Linked DNA regions of Mus musculus: regions 1 and 2 are each linked to region 3. The links are chromatin contacts, called in public HiChIP or PLAC-seq maps. All regions are on one chromosome and are shown on one strand. The core of a region is the stretch at or near the end of the contact, and the rest is flanking DNA. Distances in the headings are between cores, read along the strand shown.

Evidence for each region. HiChIP or PLAC-seq counts read pairs in DNA pulled down with a chosen protein or histone mark.
Region 1: a contact with region 3 is called in an H3K27ac HiChIP or PLAC-seq map of heart atrium, with 6 read pairs. The contact joins the enhancer-like site here to the promoter of Arhgap21 in region 3. A contact is called at or near these places in 3 of 39 promoter capture datasets (HPC-7-derived erythroid cells, macrophages and second pharyngeal arch cranial neural crest), 2 of 484 Hi-C or Micro-C datasets (the AML12 cell line and embryonic fibroblasts), 17 of 115 datasets of contacts at active chromatin or transcription factors (the 230-238 cell line, bone marrow-derived macrophages, craniofacial prominence and 14 more) and 2 of 9 other capture datasets (adipose tissue and liver).
Region 2: an H3K4me3 HiChIP or PLAC-seq map of bone marrow-derived macrophages shows a contact between it and region 3, with 5 times the contacts expected there. The contact joins the enhancer-like site here to the promoter of Arhgap21 in region 3. A contact is called at or near these places in 4 of 39 promoter capture datasets (the 3T3-L1 cell line, cranial neural crest, frontonasal cranial neural crest and 1 more), 1 of 484 Hi-C or Micro-C datasets (the N1E-115 cell line), 12 of 115 datasets of contacts at active chromatin or transcription factors (SST interneurons, bone marrow-derived macrophages, craniofacial prominence and 7 more) and 1 of 9 other capture datasets (adipose tissue).

The regions. Positions count from the first base shown.
Region 1 is chr2:21,163,151-21,165,850 of GRCm38.p6, reverse strand. No RefSeq gene overlaps it. Among named protein-coding and RNA genes, the nearest start is that of Enkur, 41 kb to the left of the region's middle. Within about 2 kb of position 1,435, at least 19 of the 459 cell types and tissues checked have an H3K27ac peak or open chromatin away from gene starts, as enhancers often do. A contact at or near this core is called in adipose tissue and heart atrium, where this site is marked.
Region 2 is chr2:21,110,452-21,113,151 of GRCm38.p6, reverse strand. It overlaps the pseudogene Gm13377. Among named protein-coding and RNA genes, the nearest start is that of Enkur, 94 kb to the left of the region's middle. Within about 2 kb of position 1,436, at least 21 of the 459 cell types and tissues checked have an H3K27ac peak or open chromatin away from gene starts, as enhancers often do. A contact at or near this core is called in bone marrow-derived macrophages, where this site is marked.
Region 3 is chr2:20,966,324-20,969,023 of GRCm38.p6, reverse strand. Arhgap21 (Rho GTPase activating protein 21) reads left to right here and starts at 1,303. Exons shown (of 24, transcript NM_001081364.3): 1 at 1,303-1,694. The coding sequence starts at 1,614. Gm13375 (predicted gene 13375) reads right to left here and starts at 150. Exons shown (of 2, transcript NR_033225.1): 1 at 1-150.

The sequences.
Region 1 (2,700 bases), core at 186-2,685, 200 kb before region 3:
CCTCCCTGAACAACCACCAACCCCCGTTTCGGGGCCCTGGCATTTGTTCTAGAATTCCAAATGTCACAGAATCACAGAAAATTATCTGCATCTGGCAAAATAATGTCTTTCTGCTAATGCCGGAAGCATATCACAGCCATCTGCTGAGAAGCAGCCCCAGATTAAAGCACCTGGGATTAAAATGAAAACATGTTCTTATAATATTTCTCTGTTGCTTTTTTTAAAGAAAACAAAATTCCAAAATTGTCACTACATGTGGCCTTCCAGTATGAGCCTTCCAAGTATCTGGGATTCCAGGCCTGTGCTACCAGGCTCAGCTGAGACTGCACATCTTAAGAGAAGTGGAAACTTTGCTCAAAGTTGGGCATGGTGATCCTACATCTGTGATCCTAGCATTTAGGAAGCCGATGTAAGAGGATCAATACACATTTCAAGCCAGACGACATCATGAGACCCTGCCTCAAAACTACAAAACCAACACAGAAACACCTTGCTCAAAGCCAGCTCTCTGAAGCCTTCCAAAGTGAAACTCTATTTGACGCCTTGACTTGTTCCCAAAGCCTGCAATACATTGCGCCCTGCTCTCTTCTTCAGAGCAAGTCCTATGAGCCATGGTAGGAGCATCCTCTGATGCAGTTTAGTGGAGAGGGTGCTCTGAGAATGGGGTTGACAGGAACTTGGGACTGTATAAGACACCACAAGGCGTCTTTAGTGCTGGGTTAGGTGAGTTCTGGTTTGAACCTTGAGAAGGAAAGCATCTTGCCATCTCCTCAGAGCTAACGCCAGCTTATTTCAGAAAGTGTTGGAATATATAATCAGATAAATTTGACTCCCAACTAATGAGCAACTTGTGTAGCTTGGACATCAGTATGGAAATTTACTACAACAATTATCTTTCCATTCAATGGAGGAACATTTTGTTTCTATAGAAACTGTTCTAGACCCATGTATACTTATATACTGACTATACTTCTGAAGTATGCAGCCCATCCTTATGGGAGTACACATCATCTTGAAAGGGCTTCTTGCCTTCCAATAAACATTGATTTTTTTAAAAAAAAAAAAGATCTTTTTCACTTGATTTCAGAATAAAATAAAACTTTGTTTGTAAGAATTGCTAAGGAAGACTTTCAGGAAATGAGAACCTGGAGTGATTCGGCCCTTTGCAGCTGTCATGAAAGAGTAGCTACTTGGTCCCCAAGTGGTTTCTGGGAACATACGCCCGGTCTCTGCATAGCTGTATTTCTCCCAGACTCTGTATTTTCCAAGCAGCATTGTGTTTGCTGTGTTTGGGACGTTGCTATGCAAAACATTATAAAAGAGTAGGGTTTTTTTTTTTTTTTTTTTTTTCCTGAGGCAATCAAGAGCTGAGCAGATGCAAGCTTAGGATGATACAACCATTTCTTAGAACAGCTTTAGAGATCCTTCGGGAATGGTGTAAGAATGTTCACGATAAGAAGGGATAAAGGCCTAAATTGTCATTCCACGTGACCAAGGTCACGTGCCAGCAGCTTCACAGCTATTGACACCACTTAAGCAGCAGTTTCAAAAACTGCTCTCACTTGGATTTTTGCAAACAAAGGCCTTCTCTATTTTCCTCTTCAAACTCATAGTCTCCATGGGCTAGTCCCTTTATAAGTGATATGGTACAACCTTCTTAAGGCAACAAAATAAATAAACTAAGATTACAGCCTGTGATATTTAAAGGATCATTGCTTTGTTTCTCACGTTATCTTGCTTTTACCCATGAATTTTAATTCCAGTTTTACTACTAGAGATGTACAGATACTGTAGCTATTTGATAGACCTGTTCAGGAAGAACTGTGAGATGTGTGCATTATATCCTGAGCAACATCATTTACAGACAGACACTAAGGTCCAGAGTCTCTACAACCACAGAGACAGCATGAGCGTCCATGAAATTCCCAGGCAAGTGGACGGACCTGGAGGGCATCACCCTGAGTGAGGTAACCCAATCACAAAGGAACTCACACAATATGTACTCACTGATAAGTGGATATTAGCCCAGAAACTTAGAATACTCAAGATATAAGATACAACTTGCGAAACACATGAAACTCGAGAAGAATGAAGACCAAAGTGTGGCTACTTTGCCCCTTCTTAGAATTGGGAACAAAACACCCATGGAAGGAGTTACAGAGACAAAGTTTGGAGCTGAGACGAAAGGATGGACCATCCAGAGACTACCATACCCGGGGATCCATCCCATAATCAGCCTCCAAACACTGACACCACTGCATATGCCAGCAAGATTTTGCTGAAAGGACCCTGATATAGCTGTCTCTTGTGAGACTATGCCGGGGCCTAGCAAACACAGAAGTGGATGCTCACAGTCAGCTATTGGATGGAAAACAGGGCCCCCAGTGGAGGAGCTAGAGAAAGTACCCAAGGAGCTGGGGGGATCTGCAACCCTATAGGTGGAACAACAATATGAACTAACCAGTAGCCCCTGGAGCTCGTGTCTCTAGCTGCATATGTAGCGGAAGATGGCCTAGTCGGCCATCAGTGGGAAGAGAGGCCCATTGGTGGTGTAAACTTTATATGCCTCAGTACAGGGGAAAGCCAGGGCCAAGAAGTGGGAGTAGGGGGGGAGGAGAGTGGGGGAGAGGGCGTGGGAGACTTTTGGGATAGCATTGAAAATGTAAATGAAATAAATACCTAATTTAAAAAAAAAAAAGA
Region 2 (2,700 bases), core at 187-2,686, 140 kb before region 3:
CAACTTGTAATCACAACTTCGCTTCATCATGGAGCTGTGGGAAAAGAAGAGAACTCCTTCCTCTGAGACATAAGCAAGCATGAGAGGGATGCCCCATCCTTCTAGTATGCTGAGTGAACTTGAAGCAAAAAACGTGGATGTAGGAAATAGAGCATAGCATGAAGCAAAACACACAACAGAAACTCAATCCTGAGAACCAGGCAGAAAGGCCAAAGCCAACCAAAGAGGCACAATACTATAGCACCTTGTACTGGGTTTTCCTTTGCCTGCCTACCAAGTACAATGACCCAGCCCCATCTAAGGTCAGTTCTTTTTTTTTTTTTTAACAATTCTGTAGCATTGTGCCAGAAGGTGAGGTAGGAATGGACACCTTAGTTATTAGGAAGGGGTTGCAGAGCCTTGAATCAGGAAGAGCCTTAACCACCAGGGAGTGTGTGTGCTGTAAGTGTTGTTCCTACCAGATGACTCTGGGATTCTGTACAATTTTGTGTGTATGGGTATTTTGTCTACATGTCTATGTACCATGTGTGTACCTGATGACCATGGAGGTCAGAAGAAGGCATTGGGTCCCCTGGTACTGGAATTAAAGATGGTTGTGAGCCATCACATAGGTAGGTGGCTTAAAATCAAACATAGCCGCCTGGAAGAGCAATCAGTTCTCTTAACCACCATCTCTCCAGTCCCCTTGTTCCTTTGTTCTTTATGGTCTAAGCTTAGCATTGCTAGGAACAGTCTTATTACTATTTATTTATTTATTTGTTTGTTCATTCACTTTAGAGCCGATCATGCCCCCCCCCCACAGTCCCTCCTCTCCTCCCAGTCCCACCCTTACAAATTCATCCCCCCTTCTCAAAGAAAGGGAAGCTCCCCTCTCCTCCCCCCACACCCCCCTCGCCACCCTATTGAGACAACCAGTCACAGTAGGCCTACGTGCATCCTATTCCAACGAGGTTGTCCAGTTAGGGGAGGGGGATCCAATGGCCTGCAACTGAGTCAGAGACAGCCTCCACTCCAAGTGTTAGGGCCCACATAAAGACAGGCTAAACATCTGCTATATATGTGTAGGGGGCCTATGTCCAGCCCCTGCATGCTCTTTGGTTGGTGGTTCAGTCTCTCTGAGTAATTTTTAACATGCATTAAAATGTTGAGGATTCATAACTTTCACAGACAAGAATTATTTAATTTTGTCAATTAATTTAATACTCCCTGGCATCATTGTTTACAACTTGTCAGTCTGCCTAGCATTTTTTTTCTCCACATCAATAGAAATGGAACTGAAGAAGATAGTGAATATGAGAAAATCATGCCATAAAATCAGGATGATGGCCAGGGAGGAAAAGGACTTCACAAACCTCCAGGGCCTGCAGCTTGCACCACAGCCAGGACCACAGCAGGCCTGCCTCAGGAAAAGCAGTTGCAGGGAGCAGAGACTGCAGTGACTCAGCAGTTTGTGACTTCAGTGACAAACTTGCTAAAATTTAAAGAAGTAGATCTCAGCTTGTGGACTGAGACCCTTTCTGCAAACCTCTGTCTCCAAAAATACTTACATTACGATTCATTAACAGTAGCAGAATTGCAGTCATGGAGTAGCAACAAAAATAATTTTATGGTTGGAGGTCACAATAACATGAGGAACTGTATTAAAGGGCCGCAGCCCTAGGAAGGTTGAGAACCACTGGTCTAGAGAGAAGTATTGGGTACATGACACCCAGAAGGTCCCTGCTGAAAAACTGGAGTGAGCCAGGCACTGCCTTTAGTTCCAGCACTTAGGAGACAGAGGCAGGAAGATCTCTGAGTTCAAGGCCAGCCTGTTCTACAGAGTGAATGCCAGGACAACCAGGGCTACTCAGAGAAACACTGTCTCAGAAAAACAAAACAAAACAAACAAAAAGAACTGTAATGGGCTTCCCTGCCCTGCCAGCCTGCCTCTAGTTGTGTGGAGAGCATATTATATTTAGGACAGCTAAGAGGCTATGATACACTTCCAAAAGCGTGTATAAAGGCTTCGCTTGATTCCTGTACTCCCCTTGCCCACCACAATCAAAACAGCCAACTATGAAATCTGAGGAATGAAAGTGTATGATGTTGTCTCTCCCCATGTTATAAATTTTAAGCTTAACATTTCTTTAGATTAATTAACTAATTAATGAATTTGTGGTAGTTCTGGAGATCCAGCTCAGGGCCAGCAAGGCAAGTGCTCTGTCACTGAGCTGCTCCCACCTCTGACAATGGCTTTTGCATGCCTGCCCATTCCTACCCACCTCAGACCCCACATCTCTTAGGAAGTGACTTTCCTCCTGTTGTTTCTTTTAATCAGTCACCTATGACATGTTACACTGCATGCAGGGAAATGCTTGCCTATAGAGAGAACATATCTTAGTTTCTGTCTCTATTTAAGGCAAAATCAACCCATAGTAAAATCAACTTCCCAAAAGGTTGTTTTGTTTCACCCTCTTATGGATGTAGGGATTTAACCCAGGGTTTAGTGCTGTCAGGCAAACACCTCTTTATTCCTGTGATAAACACCATGACTGAAAGCAACTTGGGGAGGAACAGGTTTATTTCATCTTAGAGCTGACATGAGCAGCTTTCCACATCACTGAGGGAAACCCAAGCAAGATGGTGGAGACCAGAGCTCAAACAAAGCTATCAGGGGTACAGCTTAATGTTTTGCACCGGACGCTTCTTTATACTACATAG
Region 3 (2,700 bases), core at 54-2,553:
AGGAGGTGGATCCAGAAGGAAGGCGCGAGCAGTCCGCCCCCGGGAAGCAGCTCGCGCGCCCGCCGGCCCGGCCAGTCTCGCGCTCGGCGATCGCGGGCGCGGGAGCGTGGGGCCCCGGCCGGCCCGGCCAGGCTTGAGTGCGGCGGCCGCCGCCCCGCCCCACGCCCTCCCGCGGCGCCCAGAGCCCGAGGCTGGCCGGGGCAGGTCGCGGCGCTGCCTGGGAGCCGACCCTTAACCCGCGTTCTCCGTTGCGTGGCCGCTCCTCTCACCGCCTGGGGCTGAAGCGCGGGCCCGCGGAGGCCGCGCCCGCGTGTGTGCAGCGAGGGAGGCCGGGGCACAAAGGCGAGCGGCGGGCGCCGGGGTCCGGCGGGCTGCGGAGGAGGGGCGGCGCCTCATGAATATTAACCGAGCCGCGGCCTAGCGCGCCCCGCCGCGGGCCGAGCTGCCGAGCGGAGCCCTTGCTTCCCGCACGCGCCCCGGCCGCGCTTCCCGGGAGCCCGCGCCGGCGACCCGCCTCAGGAAGGGGCGGAGGAAATAGTGGTAGGTGGGTGGTTTGCTCGTCGCTTTCCCCTCTGCTTCAGGTGGCCGGCGGGGAGGGCGAGCCGGGCTCGGGGGTGGGGGGCCGTAGCCGGGAGCTGAGAGTTGCCGGGGCCGCGGCTCTTCCGAAGCATGCTAGGGATCCGGAGCGGGAGCGGGAGCGGCGCCGCGTCCCACCCGCGGCCGCACGCCTCCCCACCCATCCCCGCCGCGGGCCAAGGAAAACAGCCGTCTCCTTGGGGGCGCGGGCCGGGGCGCAGGGCAGGCTGCCACGGCCGGCCGGAGTCACCCGCGGCCCGGGCGGCCGCCGCCACAGACGCCGCCGAGCCCACGCCCGCCCTGGTCCGAGCTGGCTTTTTGTTTGTTTGTTGGGGAGTTGTAGGGCGTCTGCGAGTCTAACCCGGTGCGGAGAAAACTTCGCTTAAGAGTAGGTGTCCGGGTGCTGCAGAATGAGCCCACTGCCTCGGCGTTGCCCAGGAAATGCAGCACTTGAATCGGGATTTTTTCTCCCCCCTTCTCGAAGGCTTCATAGCAGCCAGGCGTGTTTGACATAGCCACCGGGGCAGTTCTGAGGTCTCGTTCTCTTTCTCTAACCGACCTTCAGGCGTTTTCCTTCTTTTTTAATTGTTGCATGAGAGGATTCACCTTAGTAGACTTTACTTCTTCGTATTGTGGGAGAGGGGGAGCTTGGTCCGGGCTTGTGGCAAGGCTAAAGATCGGCGCCTGGGGAAAGTTCATGTCCTTCATTAACTTCTCCCTGTTCCAGGAAGGCTCTCCGAAAGCTGATTTTTCTCTGGCCTCCGAGTAACACCGCCTGGAAGCGGACCTCTTCTCTCTGCACTTGGCTTCCACCCTACCTGCCAAGGAAACCTGTCGCCCTTGAACTTTAAGACTGGAGAAATGAAGAGGGCTAAGTCTGTTGAAGAAGGTATTTGAAGGGGCTTCCTGCAAATCGTTTTTTTGACCAGTCCTTCATCGCCTCAGAATCTGCTGTGGAATTGCTTCCCGTTTGGTGTGTGGTGGCACTTCTCCAATGTGGACTCCAAAGGATTTGTCCCTTTACAATTTGAAATGAAATGATGGCCACACATTGGACTGGTCTGCCTGAGGAAGATGGTGACAAACTCAAGGCCTGTGGGGCGGCCTCTGCCTGTGAGGTAAGCCAGCTAGCTGGGCGGTGGCTCATGTCTGTGAGCGTGCTGAGAGTACGGGGTCGTCTGCCATTGAGTCGGTCGGTCAGCTGTTTGGTGGCAGCGCCCCAGTTGACCTGGAGGGAGGTGAAACCTGGCCTAGGACTGTTTCTAGGGACTTTAGCGATTAATTAGCAGGGGCAAGTCTGTCTTACATGCCAGAATCCTGGTTACCCTTCTGAGCAGGGGGCAGTCTTCCATGTCTTCCCGAGAAGCCTGAGACCAGTAATATTCAGCATCCATTTTTCCTCCAGTGTTTTGGACACTGGTCAGCTTGGGGCTGGCTTTATGTAACTCTTGTGTGTGTTACATCCTCTGTGGCGAGGGCAGGTGGTACTCTTTGGTGCGGCCGGAATCCAATGTTTTCGACTCAGATGGGAAGGGATCCTGGTTCCTAGTGGTGCCTATAGCAGCTTTGGGTGGGAATCGAAGGCTTCCATGGACGGTTTAGACTCAGTCTTGGAAAACACCTGTGGTGTTGAAATTCCAACCTCCTGGAAATCTTCTGGCTTTGCTGTTCTTTTATTAAGCTCAGTTGGCCCGTATACCGCTGCACGGTTCTGTGGGCTCTTGTGGGTGGCAGGTGCCTTTCACTGAAGTGCAGAGAACGGCTGGCTGAGAAGTTACTTAGGGCTTGTAAAAAAAAAAAAATTTTTTTTTTTTTTTTTGAGCCACCCGAACAGAATTTGTAGAAAATCTGTTCACTTTTGGCATCACTTGCTCTGGTGTCTTTTATTCCTTTATTCCTTGATTTTGAGCTGGTGTACGTGGAGTTTATGTTATGGTTCTATCGTATTTACTTTGTTTTATATAGTTCCTGTAATTTGCTTGTTAAAGGTGCTGAACGTTGTTGTTCTCTATTGAGACGACAGTGATGGCAGTAGCCACATCTCCAGTGAGCCCGCCCTCCTGAGCTCACTATTTCTTTGCCTCTGTTGTAAATTTTTCTCTTCATGGTCTTTGGAACATGGCT